Regions from separate parts of the Mus musculus genome. Here all the other regions are linked to region 4. The links are chromatin contacts, called in public HiChIP or PLAC-seq and promoter capture Hi-C maps. All regions are on one chromosome and are shown on one strand. Each heading gives the region's core, a stretch centred on a gene start, on an enhancer-like site or on the middle of the called end of the contact. The rest is flanking DNA. Distances are from core to core; before and after follow the strand shown. Region 1 overlaps Epb41l2 (erythrocyte membrane protein band 4.1 like 2). Region 2 overlaps Epb41l2 (erythrocyte membrane protein band 4.1 like 2). Region 3 overlaps Epb41l2 (erythrocyte membrane protein band 4.1 like 2). Region 4 has its middle 28 kb from the start of Epb41l2.

Region 1 (4,147 bases), core at 1,044-3,543, 94 kb before region 4:
CTATCATTAACATAAAGAGGCCATATGGTCCAGTGGGTAAGAGTGCTTGCTGCCAAGCCTGACAACCTAAATTCAATGCCTTGGATTCACAGGCTAGGGATGGACCAGCTCCCAAAAACTGTCCGCAGACCTTTGAACTCACTCCTGTCCACACACAATGTAGAAAAGTTATAAGACAAAAAGCAAGTTGTATGAAGCTGAACACAGATTGCTTCTACTAGAAAACATGAAGGTGCTAGCTGATGGGCACAGCCTGGGGGGTACAGCCTGAGCCAGTCTACCTCCCGGCACTTCTGCTGACGTTCCTTCTGGAGATCAGCAGCCTCCCAACTGCAGCTCTACAGCATCCTACCTGGAACTAGACTTCTGCATGTGCTTCTGTGACTTCAGCACTCAAACTTGAATTGAAGAAGACAATCGTACCCCTGAGTAAAAACACACTCTCAACACAAGTGCCCTCGGTTCAGCACAATACACAACTACGCGCCAGCAAGCCTGTACATCATCATTGCTTTTGCCTATGAGATCTTGATTTTGGTTCTGAGGCTACCGACCTCTAAGGAAAGTGGCTCCTGGCAGCATGAGAGGAGGGCTGGAATAACCCTCCTCTCATTAACCGTAAGCACGATAAGGGAAGCGCAGACAATTCAACAGTAAGTAAGTGACTGATGAGGGGAGAAGGCTCCCAAAGTGACCTTGAAGGATAGGGGGAGCTTCCTGGCAGATGATAAGAAGGCATAAGTACATTCCAGACTGTGGGAACAGTGGGGAAGGGCCTGCGACCATTAAAGATAAATGTGCTGCAGAGAACGGGGAGTGCCTCATCTGCCTGGAACAAAGGGTGGGGAGTAGAGGTGGAAAAACGGAAGTCACAGCCAAACAATGCCTGGTCAGTACTGAACTCAGAAGTTCTCACTGGAGCCTCTAGGCGATGGAAACTAATATTAACTTTGTGTCTCTGGATGACTGCTCTGGCAGTCTGAGAACAAGTGATACAATGAAAGGAAGCTGATAACACGATTGCCCCAACGATTCCGGAGGATTCCTGATGGGGCAACTGAAGTACAAAGAGGTGGGGTGCGGAACTGTTTAGTGAGCAAACAGACATGACTGATAGGAAGCTAGGTGGTGGAGGAAAGGAGAACAGAATTCCTTAAAGTCAAAAGACAAAGAGGAATACAACTGGCCTAAAGAACCTTCCAAAGAGACCAGGAATAAGAACAAAGGAATCAAAGCTACTTGGATGGTACTTGACTGAGGTGTCTATACAACACTAGACTGAAGAATGAAAGGCTGGGTAGTGACAGAATGACAGAGGCTCGAACTGCTAGGTCAGGTAGTGTCAGAGGGGATAGAGCCCTGGGGCAAAGGGAGTAAGGAAGACATTCCCAATGAATTTTCAAGGAACTTCAAGAAACAGTGTGAGATGACAAGAAGGGAGCCAGCCGTTGAATGTGAATGCCGGGAGGCATCCAGACACACACAGGAAGGCAGCTGTAGGGACTCACAAAGATTAAGGGGTGCTAAGAGAGTGTGGTGCAGGAGGGAGAGGCAAGCAGGCCACAGAAGCTCTGCCTGGCTGGCACTGGGAAGGCAGGAAGCAGTAACTACCACACCTCACAGAGGGCAGGATGACACATGCTCCACGTATGTAACCTAAGGCACCAATATCTTAGAAGAGAGGGGAAATCGCTTCTAATGAGGGGCACCACACACACACACACACACACACACAATCCATGTAAACAAACAGGAAGCACACAAGAACCCTTGGGCTAAACAATTTCAAAGAGAAGCGATTGTTCCCTTCTGCTTTTTAACTTCTCGGTGTTTGGAATTTCCTGTATAATCTTTCATCTTCTGATATATAAACTTGATCTGTAAAGCAGAACTTAGTAAACTACCACGAGGAACACAACCCAATGAGTGTCAGTGTACCTATAGGATGTATGAAGGCAGAGAACTGAAAAACTCACCACTAAAGCGGAAGAGCTTAAGGAAGGGTGGTCAGTTCTCATCAGAGTGTTTACCAAGGGCCCAACTACATTTATTTTACAAGATAGAAAAACTACAACTGTGATTCCTACTCTGAAACTGTGAGGCCTGAGTCTAATAAAAGCTCAGTTCAGAGAATAACCAGTGAAGACCACCAGCACCAACAGGACCCCTAAGAGCATGTGAGGTTATGAGACAGTGCTCCTTTTATAGAGTTGAACCCTGTCCAGGGTGGGCTTTAAGATGTTCTGACGGTGCACACAAACACTATCTGGAGGGGAACCAAAACAGCACAGCTGCAAGCCATCTTCCCCTGCTGTTGGAAGCCACTTGATCACAGCCCCTCCCTTTCAGAGAGAGTCTATAAAAGCCAGAAGCAGGACTAGTTTCCCCTACAAACTGCTTAGTGGAACTGCACTCTCCTGATCCAAACTTTAAAACTAATATACATAATAGTTGCTTTAATTTAGAATGGAAAACATAAAAACTTGAGAAAAATCCCCATTTGAACCAAAACTTAAGTAGATAAACATACATCTGCAAGTTACAGCCTGCCACCATCATCTCAAACAGGAAATTTGGATCTACAGTGGCAGAAATTTCTTTTTCAAACTTCTGAGTAGTAGTAGTAGTAAAAAAAAAAAAAAAAAAAAAAATTAAATAATTTGTATTCATATTAAGAATATTTATTTGAACTTCATATTTATGGCATGTGGCTATTTCATGACAGCTAAAACTAAGAAAAAGCTATCTTAAAACCACTGAAGTAATACCAAGGCATACTCTGGCAGCTCAATGGGCACCTCCTGACACTGTCACTCCCAAGGCAACAACAGACTCTCCTATTCAAATACATCATCTGCAGACCAGAGAAAAATCAACACCTACTTCTCAACAACCAAAAAAAAATAAATAAAAATGAAAACACAAAGAAATAGGCCTCCCCAAATTTCACTACACAACTTTCTTTTTTTTTTTTTTTTTTTTTTACATTTATGTAATTCTTTTTTTTTTTTTTTATATTTATTTTTTATTCGATATTTTCTTTTTTTTTTCCATTTTTTATTAGGTATTTAGCTCATTTACATTTCCAATGCTATACCAAAAGTCCCCCTTACCCACCCACCCCCACTCCCCTACCCACCCACTCCCCCCCTTTGGCCCTGGCGTTCCCCTGTACCGGGGCACACAAAGTCTGCGTGTCCAATGGGCCTCTCTTTCCAGTGATGGCCGACTAGGCCATCTTTTGATACATATGCAGCTAGAGTCAAGAGCTCAGGGGTACTGGTTAGTTCATAATGTTGTTCCACCTATAGGGTTGAAGATCCCTTTAGCTCCTTGGGTACTTTCTCTAGCTCCTCCATTGGGAGCCCTGTGATCCATCCATTAGCTGACTGTGAGCATCCACTTCTGTGTTTGCTAGGCCCCGGCATAGTCTCACAAGAGACAGCTACATCTGGGTCCTTTCGATAAAATCTTGCTAGTATATGCAATGGTGTCAGCGTTTGGATGCTGATTATGGGGTGGATCCCTGGATATGGCAGTCTCTACATGGTCCATCCTTTCATCTCAGCTCCAAACTTTGTTTCTGTAACTCCTTCCATGGGTGTTTTGTTCCCACTTCTAAGGAGGGGCATAGTGTCCACACTTCAGTCTTCATTTTTCTTGAGTTTCATGTGTTTAGGAAATTGTATCTTATATCGTGGGTATCCTAGGTTTTGGGCTAGTATCCACTTATCAGTGAGTACATATTGTGTGAGTTCCTTTGTGATTGTGTTACCTCACTCAGGATGATGCTCTCCAGGTCCATCCATTTGGCTAGGAATTTCATAAATTCATTCTTTTTAATAGCTGAGTAGTACTCCATTGTGTAGATGTACCACATTTTCTGTATCCATTCCTCTGTTGAGGGGCATCTGGGTTCTTTCCAGTTTCTGGCTATTATAAATAAGGCTGCTATGAACATAGTGGAGCATGTGTCCTTCTTACCAGTTGGGGCTTCTTCTGGATATATGCCCAGGAGAGGTATTGCTGGATCCTCCGGTAGTACTATGTCCAATTTTCTGAGGAACCGCCAGACTGATTTCCAGAGTGGTTGTACAAGCCTGCAATCCCACCAACAATGGAGGAGTGTTCCTCTTTCTCCACATCC
Region 2 (4,280 bases), core at 1,405-3,904, 120 kb before region 4:
AAATGAAAGAATGTCAACACTTATAAAATCATCTCTAAGAAAACTATCAACAGTGTCAAAATAGAAGTTGTAAGACTGCTAGAACTAATTAAAATTCTTAAAAGAATTTTTAAAACCTAACTTTAATATGTGTTACATTTAAGGTAAGAATCCACAAGTTTATTTTAATCCTGCGATGAAACAATTATAGAAAATCTGTTACATAAACTAAGATTTAGAACTGAAAACATACACTTAGTTCTGATCTCTAGACAAGGTATATATCTAGTTTAGTGAATGCACAAACATATTTATTCTCTCTCAGAGTCTCCTTCTCTTCTCTCCTCTCCCCTCCCCTCCCCTCCCCCTCCCCCTCCCCCTCCCCCTCCCCCTCTAGCTGCTTTGGTAACTCAGCCCTTCTATCTATCCTTACTCTCCTGACCCCTGGCCAGGCTCAGGCTCAGGCTCACTCTGGACTGTCCCAGATATCTCTGCCTCTGCCTCTGCCTCTGCCTCTGCCTCTGCCTCTGCCTCTGCCTCTGCCTCTGCCTCTGCCTCTGCCTCTGCCTCTGCCTCTGCCTCTGCCTCTGCCTCTGCTCTCCTTCATATCTACAATAAGCCTCCCTCCACACCTAGAACAGTCCTATCCTCCTCCTGTATTTCTTTTTGTCATTCACTACCAATAGGCGGGCACAGGCAAAGCTACCACAGGCTCAACACAGTGCCCAGGAGAAAGGATCTCTAGAAGAAAGAGTCAAAGATGATCACTCACACTTTGAGTTACTTTCAAATGGCAAGTTCATTGTTTGTCAGAAAAACAATTCTGGCATTTTAAAACCAAAAGTGGAAAGAATATTAGAGACTTGATGACTACTCAAAATTCGAATCCATCCTTTCAAGAGGAGGCATTATTAAAGAAAAGACTTTGGAATAAGGCATTGCTGATTCACCTTTTCAAGCCCAACCCAGTCAGATTCACTACTTCAAGAAAAGCCAAGAAGTCTCATAGATCCCTGCAGTCTGCCAACTCCTGAGGGGTCTCTTATGTAGAATGCTCTTACTCCTGGGCCTGAACAACCTTCTGCAGAACTATAATGAATTATTTTCACTCACTAAGGCCTGGAAGAATTTCTACAAGTCAGTGCAGTGAGGATCAGAGAAAGATGAAATGAGTAACACAAATGCTATCAAGCTATCTTAGGAAAAAAGGATAAGAAGCGTACAAAGCAGCAGGACGTGGTGGTGCACACCTTTAATCCCATCACTCTAGTAAAAGAAGTAGGATCTCTTGCAGTCAAGGCTAGCCTAGTCCACAGAGCCAGAGCAGGTTCCAAGACACCCAGAGCTACAGAGAAAAGCCCTGTTTCTGTACAAGAAAGTAAATGGGAATAATTACTCTTCAGGAGAAGTAACTTAGACAAAGTCTTACACGAATGCTCTGCAGGGAGAAAGTAAAGTTGTAGGTAAAGAAGCAATGAAAGTATTAAAGAAAATCCAACAAGAACTTAGCAGCTGCTCAACAACAAAGACTCCTTCACATGTCATTGTGTGATAACTGAACACACTAACAGCATGTGAGCTGGATATGAATCAGATGCTAGAGACCAGAGAAGAATCGTGTAGCTGAGGAACACAAGGAGAGATCATGTGACCAGAAACTTTACAACTCAGGATGTTGAGGATAAGGTCATTTTGTATGAACAGGGGAGGGAAGATAGCCTGGGGTCACACCTAACAGTCCCTAGTGACCAGCTATTTGTGGCTTAAATAAGAGTCCGTCCAGCTGCCACAAATGTAGGTTCTTTGAATTTTTCAAGTGAAACCAAAAGGTTCTACGACTTCCATGGCATGACACCCTTTGCCACTTTTTTTTTTTAAGTCCTTCAACACAATTACAACCTTAAACCTTTTTAATAACCTAAGGAATAAACTGAGAGCTGGTCAGAGACACTATGTTTGGATCTAGTCACTGTAATTTTAAATTTGCACATAAGTTATTCCCAGTTCCAAATACACGCACACATGTACACACATACCCATCTCTGTGGGATTTTAGAGTATTACAACTTCTAGATCCACTAAGATCTAGAAGTATGATCTAGAGTATGCAGATAACTTAAGGGTCACAACTGTAGCTTGAAAACAAGCCTGGTTGACAAAAGTAGACACAAAGACATAGCACACCCAAAGGCAAGGATAAGAAACTGGATTCTGGGTGTCAGAATTAGTCCAGAGAAGCACTGCAGACCTCGCTGCACTCCGTTCTCTGCTGACAGCCTGTTTTCTGACTGCCTTATTCATTAATCAGGACAAATGGTTGTGACATTTCTGTGTGGGCTAAAACAATGCCTTCAATTCACAGACAAAACTAACACGAGGGAAAACGCACACATGCCAGAGGAAAATGTGAGCTTTTACTCAGGGCGCACACACAATCACACTTCTCAAGCCTCCCCAGTCCAGACTTATTCCAACTTTCAAAACTGCACACAGATTTACAAGCCCGAGAAAGTCCAGCTCAATCCTAGAAAGACAGGAAGCCAATGTTTTCATTCTTGCTGAATCTGAGGCCAGAAGAAAAGGCAGGAAGTCACTTGCCCAAGACCTAGGGAGAGTCAATAGGAAGTAAACATAAGCATCCTGCTGCCCCACGGCTTCACATCAACCTCACTGGATCGCTCCTTACAGGAAGAGCCCTGCTGCTTTAGCACACCGAGTGGGTAAGTGACTTCTGCTGCAGCGACATAGAGACTCCCACAGTCGAGTGTCTGCAGCCAGCATGCAGAATCCAAAGACCCTAAAATTCTGCACAACTCAAGCTCTGGTACCAAATTAGGTTGCCATGTATCACTTAAATAACAGAATGGGATGAAAGTTGATATGGCCTTCATTTAAAAATATAATACTCCTCATTGCCTAGGTGGTACACACCTTTAATCTCGGCACTCAGGAGGCAGAGGCAGGGAGATCTCTGTAAGCTGGACTACATGGACAGTTCTAGGCTATTCAGGGCTAGATATATTTTGAAATTTTTTTTCTCGAAAGTAGTAGTAAAAATAATAATCCTCAAAAGTATTAAAATTGTGTGCAATTCAATTTATCAAACGATATTCTAGAATAATATATAAACAGCAATTTTCATGGACAATAATGAAAAGGTACTTAACAATCTGAAACAAATGCATAAAGATATAGTAGGCTTTGGATAAAAGGAAAAGCATTAAGTCACAGTGAACTATCACTTCCTAAGCCTGAGCGCACACAACTGAGTGCACACTGTCAAACCATTTCCATGGGGTCCTCTGAGCTTAAACAATCCATGTCTAATGTACTGTGTCCAATCACTGCTTGTCACTTCCACCTTCTGGGACTCTGGCAAATGTGTGTGACATTCTTTAACGTGTTAATTTTAACCTGCAGCTCCTTTCTCAAAAGAACTTCAACTTCGAAGGTGACAGAAGTGTTTGAAACCAGTTTATTTGGCAGCTGTCTTTATCCTGGGGCTCTAGAGCAAAATAAACAGGTTTCAGGGGGTCCCTGAGAGAAAAAAAATTTTGAAACAGGAACTCCACCCCCCCTCAAAAAAAAAAAAAAAAAAAAAAAACCCAAACCAGTAAGGCAAGTCCCATGAATTCTACTGTCGCAGATCCTGGAGGAGGCTGAGGGGAGAGCACTCTCAGTTCAGGTGTTCGAGGCCATCCTTAGTAACTTAGTTACACCCATGTCAAATATGTTCTTGTCAATATCCATTCCTCCTCTACACGCATACATGGGTATACAGAAATGAACATATTACATAGATTTACAAAGCAGTAAAAATAATATGTATATGAGTACCTTACACATATCCTGAATGTTAATTCTATCTGTCGAGTGATGACGATTAGATAGGACAAGCCAATCTTACAGAGTTATGTTTCCTAGCATTAAAGACATTCAATATTACATCAGATAGTCAAAGACGGACCCTTCACTGACAAAACCCTGATAGGTAGGTAATACAAACAGCAGTTTGCCACACTGACAAGTCACATAAAGCCCGTCGCCTACGTGGACCACGCATGCGTATGCTAACAGTGCAGTGGACCACGCATGCGTATGCTAACAGTGCAGTGAACTGTTAACACCCCACCCCTCAGCTACTGCAACAACACAGCCAACACTTTCCAAATCTTAACTGGCAGCTTGGCCTTTTCAGTCCCACTATTCCTGGCCCCTTTGCTCTAGGGGTCAGTTTTAATCTTATACTGGCATTTGACGTCTTCCAAATCCTGTCTATTCAATAAAGACCCTGTGAATGG
Region 3 (4,365 bases), core at 1,138-3,637, 68 kb before region 4:
CTTCTGGCCTCAAGGATCATTTCCGTCACTCTCAGACCCAGCTCCTCCTGACAGGTAAAGATGGAGAGGGAGGAGAGAAGGGGAGGGAGGAAGGGTAAACCCAGGATTAGCATCCACTCTGAAAAATTGCCACTACAAAAAGATGCGTGCAAAGCTGCCAAAGTAGAAAGAAGAGTGGGCCAAAACCAGGGCTGTAAACAGGAGAAACAGGGGGCAAGAAAAACTGGAAGAACAAAAATTACTCAAGGAAACTTTACCACAACCAATCAAAACGCAGCATGTGAAGCCCAGTCAAGGAACACGTCTACAAAACAACTTGCACACCTAAGGCTAGGGGAACCCTGGTGAAGAGGGTCAGAAAAGACTGGGCGAGCCAGAGGATCTCTTCTGCAAGCCTGTTTCTCCTAGTAATGCCAGTGGCTGCACACACACTCTCACCAACGTGCGTGGCTGCCTAAACACAACCGAAGAAGGACAACAACAGACATGCCAAAATGACACAGGAAAGCCCACAGCCCTCAACCCTACACTAAGTAGTACAGTCAACTATGGAACATAGCTATGTGAGAGTATCAGACATAATAGTCTTCTCCAGGGAATAGCATGCTGACTAGTTATCCAATACCAAACGGTCAGCCCTGAAAATATACATACAAGTAACATTATACAGACGGAGCCAGTTATATTTAGGAATATGCAGTTAAATACAAATACACATACATATACATATTTAACAACAATTTTAAAAGGTCATAAATATGAAAGAGAGCAAGGAGGGGTATATAGGAGGATTTGGAATGAGAAAAGGGAAGGGAGAAAATATGTACTCATATAATCTCAAAAGTAAAATATAAAATTCACAATCACCTATACACTGCTCCTTTCATCTTAAATGTAACAAAAATCATAAATGTTATACTGCAACACCACGAGGTGACAATAAAACACACAAAAACATCCATTTCTACTAACATATGATAGAGTTATCAGGTGAAGGCAGGAAACAGAACCCTCAAAGGGTCAACTTCTGTTATTTAGCTTGGAGCGGGGGAGCAGATGGATAGACAGCCTCTTCCTCCACGTCCACAGTAACTGGACCATCTTGCTATTAGAAAGCTTCATGAGTCAGAGTCTCTAAAGAACCTGGTACACAGCCTGTGGCCTCTGCTTGCTTGAACTGGACTGTTCAACCTCCCCAGTTTTAACATCCTGCTATGAGGACCAGCACTGCTCTGACAGGATGTAGCCTCTCTGCTCTGTCTACCAATGGATCTGCCTTCCAGTGGGACTGAAAACCACTGTGCTAGATGAGGAGCAAAACCTGCTTAACACAAATACAATTATTAAAATCAACATTGCTGAGTATCACAAAACATTAAGAGAGAGGTTTTGCCCTAATCTGCTTCTTCCGTGCATTAGTGAAAAGCTTAGGTGCCCGCAACAAAAGCCAAAAGTCAGGCAGGGAGCACAGCAGCATCTGGAGCCCTCCTCCTCACCAGGGAAGCTTACTGTATGACTGGATGCTTATGTGTGGCAAAAGCTAACTTAAGTCAGAGTTCGGCGAGACACGAACCCAACCAATACTACCTTCACTCCACATGTCCAAGCACATTCCACAAGAATAATCCCTCAAGACTTTTATTCTAAAGGCTAAGGATCTGGAATAGTAACTTCCTAAAAAAGTTAGAACCATGCAGATGGGCTCCACATCCCAGCTCCGAGAGCTGTTCGGTACAAGACACCCTACCCTCTCTAACCTGCTTCTCTTGTCAGGAGCCATTCAGGTGACATCGCCCGTGTACGGATATCAGCATCGTGCTTGATACTGTCAGCACAGGCAGGTGGCAAGTTCCAGTAGTTACAGAACTGTCTACGTGTGAATCTAATACCAAATGAAATGCAACATGTGAGCTTGTGGAAGGGGGGGCTTTCTAGTTAGCTTCCCGGGAAGACACCCCCTCTGCCTGTAAAATGCATGTTTACCTTCATATAAGGTAAAGGGAAAATGGGTTATCTCGATCAATATCAGAGTATAAGCAAAGCAGAAATATTACTTCTAACAGTGCACCGCTGTCCAACTTCTGCTAAAGCAACTATCTCTCCAGATTTCTGTCCAAAACCAACCAAGGCATCATTTCTAGTAATTGAGACTTAAAATTCACTTTTATAAACTAAATTGTCACAAAGGTTTAGTGACCATGGGACGGACTCTCTCTCACCCACAGCCTGTCTGTAGTGACCACGGAAAGGACTCTCTCTCTCACCCATAGCCCGTCTGCAGCGTCTCCCCTGCCTCACACTATTTTCTAACCACGAGCTACTACAAATTGTTCAGACCTTTTGGCAGCAGCTCAGGAAACTGCCCTTTTCACCCGTTCCCTCACAAAAACTGCAGTCTCCCTCCATACAAACCCTTCTCCCGAGGGTACTATGCTGTGTAAAGGCAAATGTACGCAACTCTCCATTGAGCAATAGGCCCCAAATATTTTGCATTTTTGTGAAGAAAACTGAAAGCAAGTCACCAAAGACATATGGACAAAGCTTTACTGAATCAGCTCACAAAGGTGAGCATCTGAAGTGGATGGGGCATTTGGAATCGCAGCTGTTTGTATTTTATACAAATCACCAAGGTATGACAGGCAGTGTGCGAAGCCACTTCCTGCACTTAATTACCCTTAGGTTCCCCACTGTTCCCAACCTGTCATATTTTATATTATTTGAATAAGTGGAGTAAGGGGTTTGCTTGTCTTAAGTCAAGCAACTCACTCACTTTAATTGTGATTTTAATCTCAGTTTTGCTACAATCTGACACATCAAGTAAAGGCATTTGGGCAAGTCACAGAATGGAACTGACAGTCCCTGTCAGCTCTTTATCCAAGGATACAAACAACTTGGAGATTTCTCCAGTTATTTAAGAAGAGGTGAAAGCAGGTGTTAAATTACCCAAAAACTATAAAATATTTAATTTCTAAAAATAAAGCCAACATTGCCTCCTTAATATAAAATTAAAGACAAACTTTTGAAAACCAGCAATTCCTTTGTTCCTCATTTGGCTTAAAATTTCACACACTGATCATTTATTAAAAATAAAAAGAAGCCAAAGTAATAAAAAGGTGGTAAAAAAATAAAGCTCAATAGTGCCTTGTACTGGGGGGGGGGGGGGGGGACCGAGAGCCAAAATCCTAGCTGTGAACAAAATTCATGATTCTTAAAGAAAGACAAGTATCTGGCAGTGTCTTTCAAGCGACATTTTCTGTGTCCAAAGATGACTTAAAACTGAAAACAAGTTCCAATAATAACACAATGTACACACGTACACACACACACACACACACACACACATGAACTAGCTCTGTCCCTCTTAGTAGTAACTGATTTGACTCTGCGAGACCCACTGTACCTTTTACGACTGACTCTGGCCTCACTACGTAGTCAATGATGACCTTAACACCTGATCCTCCTGCCTCCACCTTCCAAGCACTGGGCTCCAAGACTAGCTTTCCACACCCAGTTTTAAGAAGTACTGGAGACAGCAGCCACAGTTTCAAGGATAGGAGGCAAGCATTCTACCAACTGAGCTACATCCCTTGTCCAAGACATGATATCAAAAGACTACTGTCAGTCAGAGTTTGAATGGGGACTGAATAGAAATTAGGCTGACATTCAAAACTCCTGTGCAGAACTTTCAATCATTTAAAACACACACACACACAGCAATACAGATGATATAAGAAAAAGATCTAGAAGCAGACCAAGGCACTCCAACTAGAAACTCCAAGGAAAATAGACAGCAAGCAAGTGAAAAAGGCTTAAAGGCTTACCTGGTATTTTAAATACTTTTTCTAAGTTTAAAGATAAAGTTCACAGTGGAGCAAAGGCTAGTAATCAACACGTTTGAATCCACTACTTGCTTTCACTGTTATTAATACTAATGATGGTAATGGACTATCATCTCCATGAACAATGCAGTCCAGGTAACTTTACTGTCAGTAGCTTATCGGGGTCTTCAAAGGACATCTATGTCCTTGTTATCTACAAGAAAGCTTATGTGGAAAGGACGAGTCTCCCTGCACTGGAGTTGCTCAGCCTGCTCTAAACAGGAGCCGGTCGACACCAACATAATTAAAGATAATCACTAAAGAAGCTCAGCATGCCTTTCTCCGCTGGCTGCCCATGTTCTCACACATCTACTTCCAAGGAGGGGACCAGCTGAAGAGCGACTGCCGAGGTCACACAGAGGTCTGGCACACAAAAACAAAGCTCCAAGTTCAATTGTCAAATGCATGGGTTTTCTGGCCCATGTTAGAAACTTCAGCCTGGGAAACCGGTACCTCAGATGTGAGCTAACTGGACAACTGGGGACTG
Region 4 (4,498 bases), core at 638-3,137:
TTGAAGTTATGACTTCAAAAGTTTTGGACGTTTCGAAGTCTAATGTGGAGGGAAGACTTACTCTAACATAAGTCCTATTTAATCAGCAAAGAACTCCAATAATTTTCAAACTTTCAAAACAAAATTATCTTCACATCTGGAAGCTATTACAGAACTCAGGGAACCATGCCATGGTTATACTCAGGAAGATATTCACATTATAAATTTTACTATAAATTTATACTTTACAAATTTCATATAAAAACAGATCTGTGGAAAGTAAAACTAAATCTGCCATTGCTGCTTGACTCTTGTTTCTCTCACTAATTAGTCATATCGTCATCAAAATATAACGTTACTGGGGGTGAACCATGACTTAGCACTCATCTGAAAGGGTAAAGGGGACGCTTGCTTTTATGAAATAGTGTATGTATATAGTTACTGATTTGTATGCTCATATAAGATACCACATAAGTACACCTTGATTTGCACTAAATATATTAAAATATGATTGACAGGGAGACTGGAGAGATGGCTCAGCAGTCTTTTCCAGAGTTCCTGATTTTAATTCCCAGCAAACACATGATGGCTCGCAACCATCTAAGATGGCATCTGATGCCCTCTTCTGGTGTGCATGAAGACAAAGCACTCATGTATCTAAATAATCAAATATTTATCAAAATCAAAACTAAAATATGATTGGCTTTCAAGTCAGCCTGAGCCTTCAGGTCTATGTTATAGGAAGAGAGTGAGTTTGCCATCTACCCAGAGCCATGGCATTCTCTGCATGGAACAGTGATAGCTTTACAGTGCAAGACGAGAAAGTGAGAGACAGGCTAAGTGTTGCTTATCTGAAATGCTTATAACCGACGAAGTTTTAAATTTTGAGGTATTTGCATGTATTAGATGTATCCATCCTATTGGCCTAATTTGTCCTAGGATAGCTGTGGATGCGTCCATACACATCTATAGATGATAAAATCACATGTAATGTCCAGAGGTTTGATCTTACGTATAACGATGAATTTCGGGGGTGAGATTTGGGTCCTAACATGTAAATAAAAGGTAATTAAAAATCATACATTTCTTGCTCTATTTTGTGTTCATGTTACTGTGTACATAGGAAGATCAGAGGACAACTTGTAGGAGCCTGTACACTTTTTCTAGCATGCATGCTCTGGGGTTTGAACTAGACCCTCAAACGTGGCAGCAAGCACCTTTACCAAATGGACCACCATCTTACCACCCCTGAAAGTAATTTTATCTAGTGTTGTGTGTGTGTGTGTGTGTGTGTCTACACAAGGCCACCTGTAGACTTTCCTACAGTTGCTGTTGTGTTGGTACAGAAAAAAAAAAAACCTTTGGGATTTCAGAGCTTTATTTTTTATTTACTTATTTATTTTTGACTCTAGTGATTAACCTAGGGCCTTTCACATGCTAGTCATGTGCTCTATATTAAGCTGCAACACTAGACTTCTTTTGTTTTATTTTGAACCAAGATCTCTTTAAGAAGCCCAGATAGGCATTGAGTTTGAGCTTCCTGCCTCAGCCATCTGCGTAGCTGGGATTATGAGTGAGGTTTTTTTTTTTTTCTTCTTCAGATTATAGAGGATAAAACTTAATAGAATGAAGTGACTAACAGTGTCCAGTTATTATGCCCAATGAGATCCCTTCCTCCCTCCCTCCCTTCCTACTGCCTCTTAACACTGGTGTCAATACGTTACCCAGGCCTTTCATGCTAAGGAGATGTCACATGAAAGTCTGTGATTAACTTCCTTACCATTGCTAATATTGTGAAACCCTAAGCAGCCTCACACATGCTCATTTCTGGGACAGGATACAGGAAGAAAGCTGTCAGTACATTGTATTCGCTTGTTGCTTAGAGACAGAGGAAGAGGACGCTTCTGTCTTGAGCCCTGATCTGAGTCATACAATGTATCACGTTTATAACATTCATTCACACTTATCCTTACTGCTCAGGGATACTGACTATAAAGCTCACATCCTTTTTGTTAGAAAACTCTGTCACTGGCTTATATAGTGTGCACAGTTGTGTTAATGGAAAAGTGCACGTCCAAAGAGTTTTTTTAAACTACTTGAGCTCAAAATGGATACGGTGCTGGTGGCTATTTAAAAACAAAAAGTGAAAGAGAAGAACTGAGGCATCTAAATAGCCCAGCAGCAGTGTTGCCAAGAAACTGCTCACTGATCCCCTGAACTGTGGAAAGAGAGCAACACAGCAGTGGAGACTCAAAGTGAGGCCTTAGGCCAGAACGGACAAAAACACAAGGGGAACTGCGAGAGCCTGTGCTCAGCTGTAATGGAAGCAGGCTCAGTCACATCTGTGACTAGTGTCTGGAAAGACTAGAACGTGGTAACTCATGAGTTAAACCCCCAGAATACAACAAGCCTCCCCAGATGTGGGCAGCTCCCTAAAAAAGCATTAGTCTGGATGTACAAACTAGGCCAGGAAGACCACTCCCTCCCTCGTGGTTATCGTCAGCTCCCAGTCCACTTGTTTTCTCTATAGAGCCGTTCCTGCAATCCAGAGGCAGAGCTGCCTGCCATTCCCATTTCAGTGCATGCACACCGGTTTAGTGATTGATAGAAAAAATATCACAGGAACAGTTCTCATTTTCTTTCTTTCTTTCGTATTTTACTATTATTCTTAAAGGTTTCATTCTTTACCTTTTACTGGCCTGGTACTCATGAGACAGCCCAGACTGGTCTTGATCTTGTGTCAATCCTCCTGCCTCAGCCTCCAGACTGCTGAAACTACATGAGAGTACCGCGCCTGACTGAAGGAACAGATTTTATTACTTGATGGATGTAGCTTTCTTTTTTACCTGGATGTAACTTTATAATAACTTCTGCTGTTTTGCATCTGGTCTTAAAAGCTTGTTATTAAGAAATGATAAATCGAGTTTAGATTTGGTTTGATAGCCAAACAAGTTATGTTTGAAAAATAAACCTTGGTTTCCCCTTCTATATATGCATGATGAGAATTCAAGCAAATGATCTAGCTTCTCTGAGCTTAGATTCCCTCATCTGAGCACATAGACATTACTACTAATAACTATCTTTGGACAAAGACTGACAAACGGAGACAGCTGTCATGTTGAGCATTACAGTCAAGCCAGGCCCCTCAACACCTCAGCCGTTAGCTCCCCAGGTACTGGCCTACTGACTGTCCTTGCCCAATATTTCAAGGTGTGTTTCCTTTCAGCACCTCAGCTGTGTTCTGATCATGGCCTAAACCACCATCATCTCTCCTCTGCGTCAGTGAAGTGCCCTCCTAAGTATTGCAACACTTGAAACCATCAAGACTGTAACCATGAGCATCCAAATGAAAGTCAAATCCTGTCAACGGGAGTTGGCCCACCTGTTCTTCCTGTCCCCGCACACTGATGCTCTTGAGGTTCCCCCACCCTCTGGATTCCACCCACTGCTCTTCCTTCTGGATCGCATGCACAATTAACTCAGAGGCATCTTTCCCACGCATAGAACCCTCTGCTGCCTGGAACGTCCTTTTCCCTCAAAAGAGTCTGATACTCTCTCTCCTCCTTCAGGTCTTTATTAAAACATGTCCTCAAAAGAGCCTTCCCTCACTCTTTCAAGATTCTGCGTCCCCCTCTGACTCTGTCTCTGTCTCCCTCTCTCCTTATTCCGTCCCTTCCTCCCTCTCTCCTTTCTATTTTTCTTTGCTTTTGTTACAATCTAACCCTCTATATGCTAGTTCTTTATTGTTTAAGCTATCTTCACTAGTACGGGCTCTGTGATTCTAGTCTTGTCTTATAGCTAGCATATAATAACTATATGTCCTAATATTGTAGTAACTGAATTGATAACCTAGTCCATCTATCTATAAATGAATGAGCAATGTGACCAAGCCCGCTCAGTCAGTCAACAGCTTCTCCAGCACAGGAGTGAGGATTAAAAAGAAAAAAGACAGTTAGACAATGGAGCATGACCCAGTCAATTCTGAGACTGAAGGCAAATTTAATTTTCCCAATCCACTTTTTATACCATTTTTAATTACATGCAAGTACTAAGGGTGAACAGTACAATAAGGAACTAACATGGACAATAGTCATGAAACAAGCAAAGTCCCATGATCTCTCTAGTGATGCTGTTTCTAAGGATGATCAAGATATCTGAGCCTACTTCTTTGTTCTACCCTAAAACCAGATTCTTGCTTCCTTGTCCTTGGCCAATGTCAGATTCCTGCCTGAAGCCCATTTCCTTATCCTTGGCCAAGGATAGACACCTGCCAAGCGGCACCCCAAAAAGGCTCTCCACAGCAATGAATGTTGGAGCAACAGAATGGTGGGGAATACCATAGAGTAGCTTAACATACGTGTATCTATAGTGATATTCTACATCTGTACTAAGATAGATCAGCTTAGATATAACTTACAGTACATCCTGTTGAAAACTCATCCTGGTGATTAATTATGGCCACTAAGAAAACCTTGGACTTTGCTATTGGAGTAATGATTCTTCAAGGCCCAAGGCAGAG

The links. HiChIP or PLAC-seq counts read pairs in DNA pulled down with a chosen protein or histone mark. Capture Hi-C pulls out chosen DNA fragments and counts their contacts.
Region 1: a contact with region 4 is called in an H3K4me3 HiChIP or PLAC-seq map of bone marrow-derived macrophages, with 5 times the contacts expected there. The contact joins two enhancer-like sites. A contact is called at or near these places in 1 of 15 datasets of contacts at CTCF or cohesin (the NIH/3T3 cell line), 1 of 484 Hi-C or Micro-C datasets (trophectoderm), 5 of 115 datasets of contacts at active chromatin or transcription factors (bone marrow-derived macrophages, embryonic stem cells, epiblast stem cells and 2 more) and 2 of 9 other capture datasets (adipose tissue and liver).
Region 2: a contact with region 4 is called in an H3K4me3 HiChIP or PLAC-seq map of bone marrow-derived macrophages, with 4 times the contacts expected there. The contact joins two enhancer-like sites. A contact is called at or near these places in 5 of 115 datasets of contacts at active chromatin or transcription factors (bone marrow-derived macrophages, embryonic stem cells, epiblast stem cells and 2 more) and 3 of 9 other capture datasets (adipose tissue, liver and pancreatic islet).
Region 3: a contact with region 4 is called in a promoter capture Hi-C map of adipose tissue. The contact joins two enhancer-like sites. A contact is called at or near these places in 1 of 15 datasets of contacts at CTCF or cohesin (the NIH/3T3 cell line), 2 of 484 Hi-C or Micro-C datasets (cerebral cortex and trophectoderm) and 3 of 9 other capture datasets (adipose tissue, liver and pancreatic islet).

The regions. Positions count from the first base shown.
Region 1 is chr10:25,424,392-25,428,538 of GRCm38.p6, reverse strand. All of the region lies in intron 1 of Epb41l2 (erythrocyte membrane protein band 4.1 like 2), which reads right to left. Among named protein-coding and RNA genes, the nearest start is that of Epb41l2, 67 kb to the right of the region's middle. Within about 2 kb of position 2,293, at least 128 of the 459 cell types and tissues checked have an H3K27ac peak or open chromatin away from gene starts, as enhancers often do. A contact at or near this core is called in adipose tissue, bone marrow-derived macrophages, microglia and 1 more, where this site is marked.
Region 2 is chr10:25,447,870-25,452,149 of GRCm38.p6, reverse strand. The region is part of intron 3 of Epb41l2 (erythrocyte membrane protein band 4.1 like 2); the gene reads right to left. Among named protein-coding and RNA genes, the nearest start is that of Smlr1, 86 kb to the left of the region's middle. Within about 2 kb of position 2,654, at least 64 of the 459 cell types and tissues checked have an H3K27ac peak or open chromatin away from gene starts, as enhancers often do. A contact at or near this core is called in adipose tissue, bone marrow-derived macrophages and microglia, where this site is marked.
Region 3 is chr10:25,398,328-25,402,692 of GRCm38.p6, reverse strand. All of the region lies in intron 1 of Epb41l2 (erythrocyte membrane protein band 4.1 like 2), which reads right to left. Among named protein-coding and RNA genes, the nearest start is that of Epb41l2, 41 kb to the right of the region's middle. Within about 2 kb of position 2,387, at least 14 of the 459 cell types and tissues checked have an H3K27ac peak or open chromatin away from gene starts, as enhancers often do. A contact at or near this core is called in the NIH/3T3 cell line and adipose tissue, where this site is marked.
Region 4 is chr10:25,329,225-25,333,722 of GRCm38.p6, reverse strand. No RefSeq gene overlaps it. Among named protein-coding and RNA genes, the nearest start is that of Epb41l2, 28 kb to the left of the region's middle. Within about 2 kb of position 1,887, at least 145 of the 459 cell types and tissues checked have an H3K27ac peak or open chromatin away from gene starts, as enhancers often do. A contact at or near this core is called in the NIH/3T3 cell line, adipose tissue, bone marrow-derived macrophages and 2 more, where this site is marked.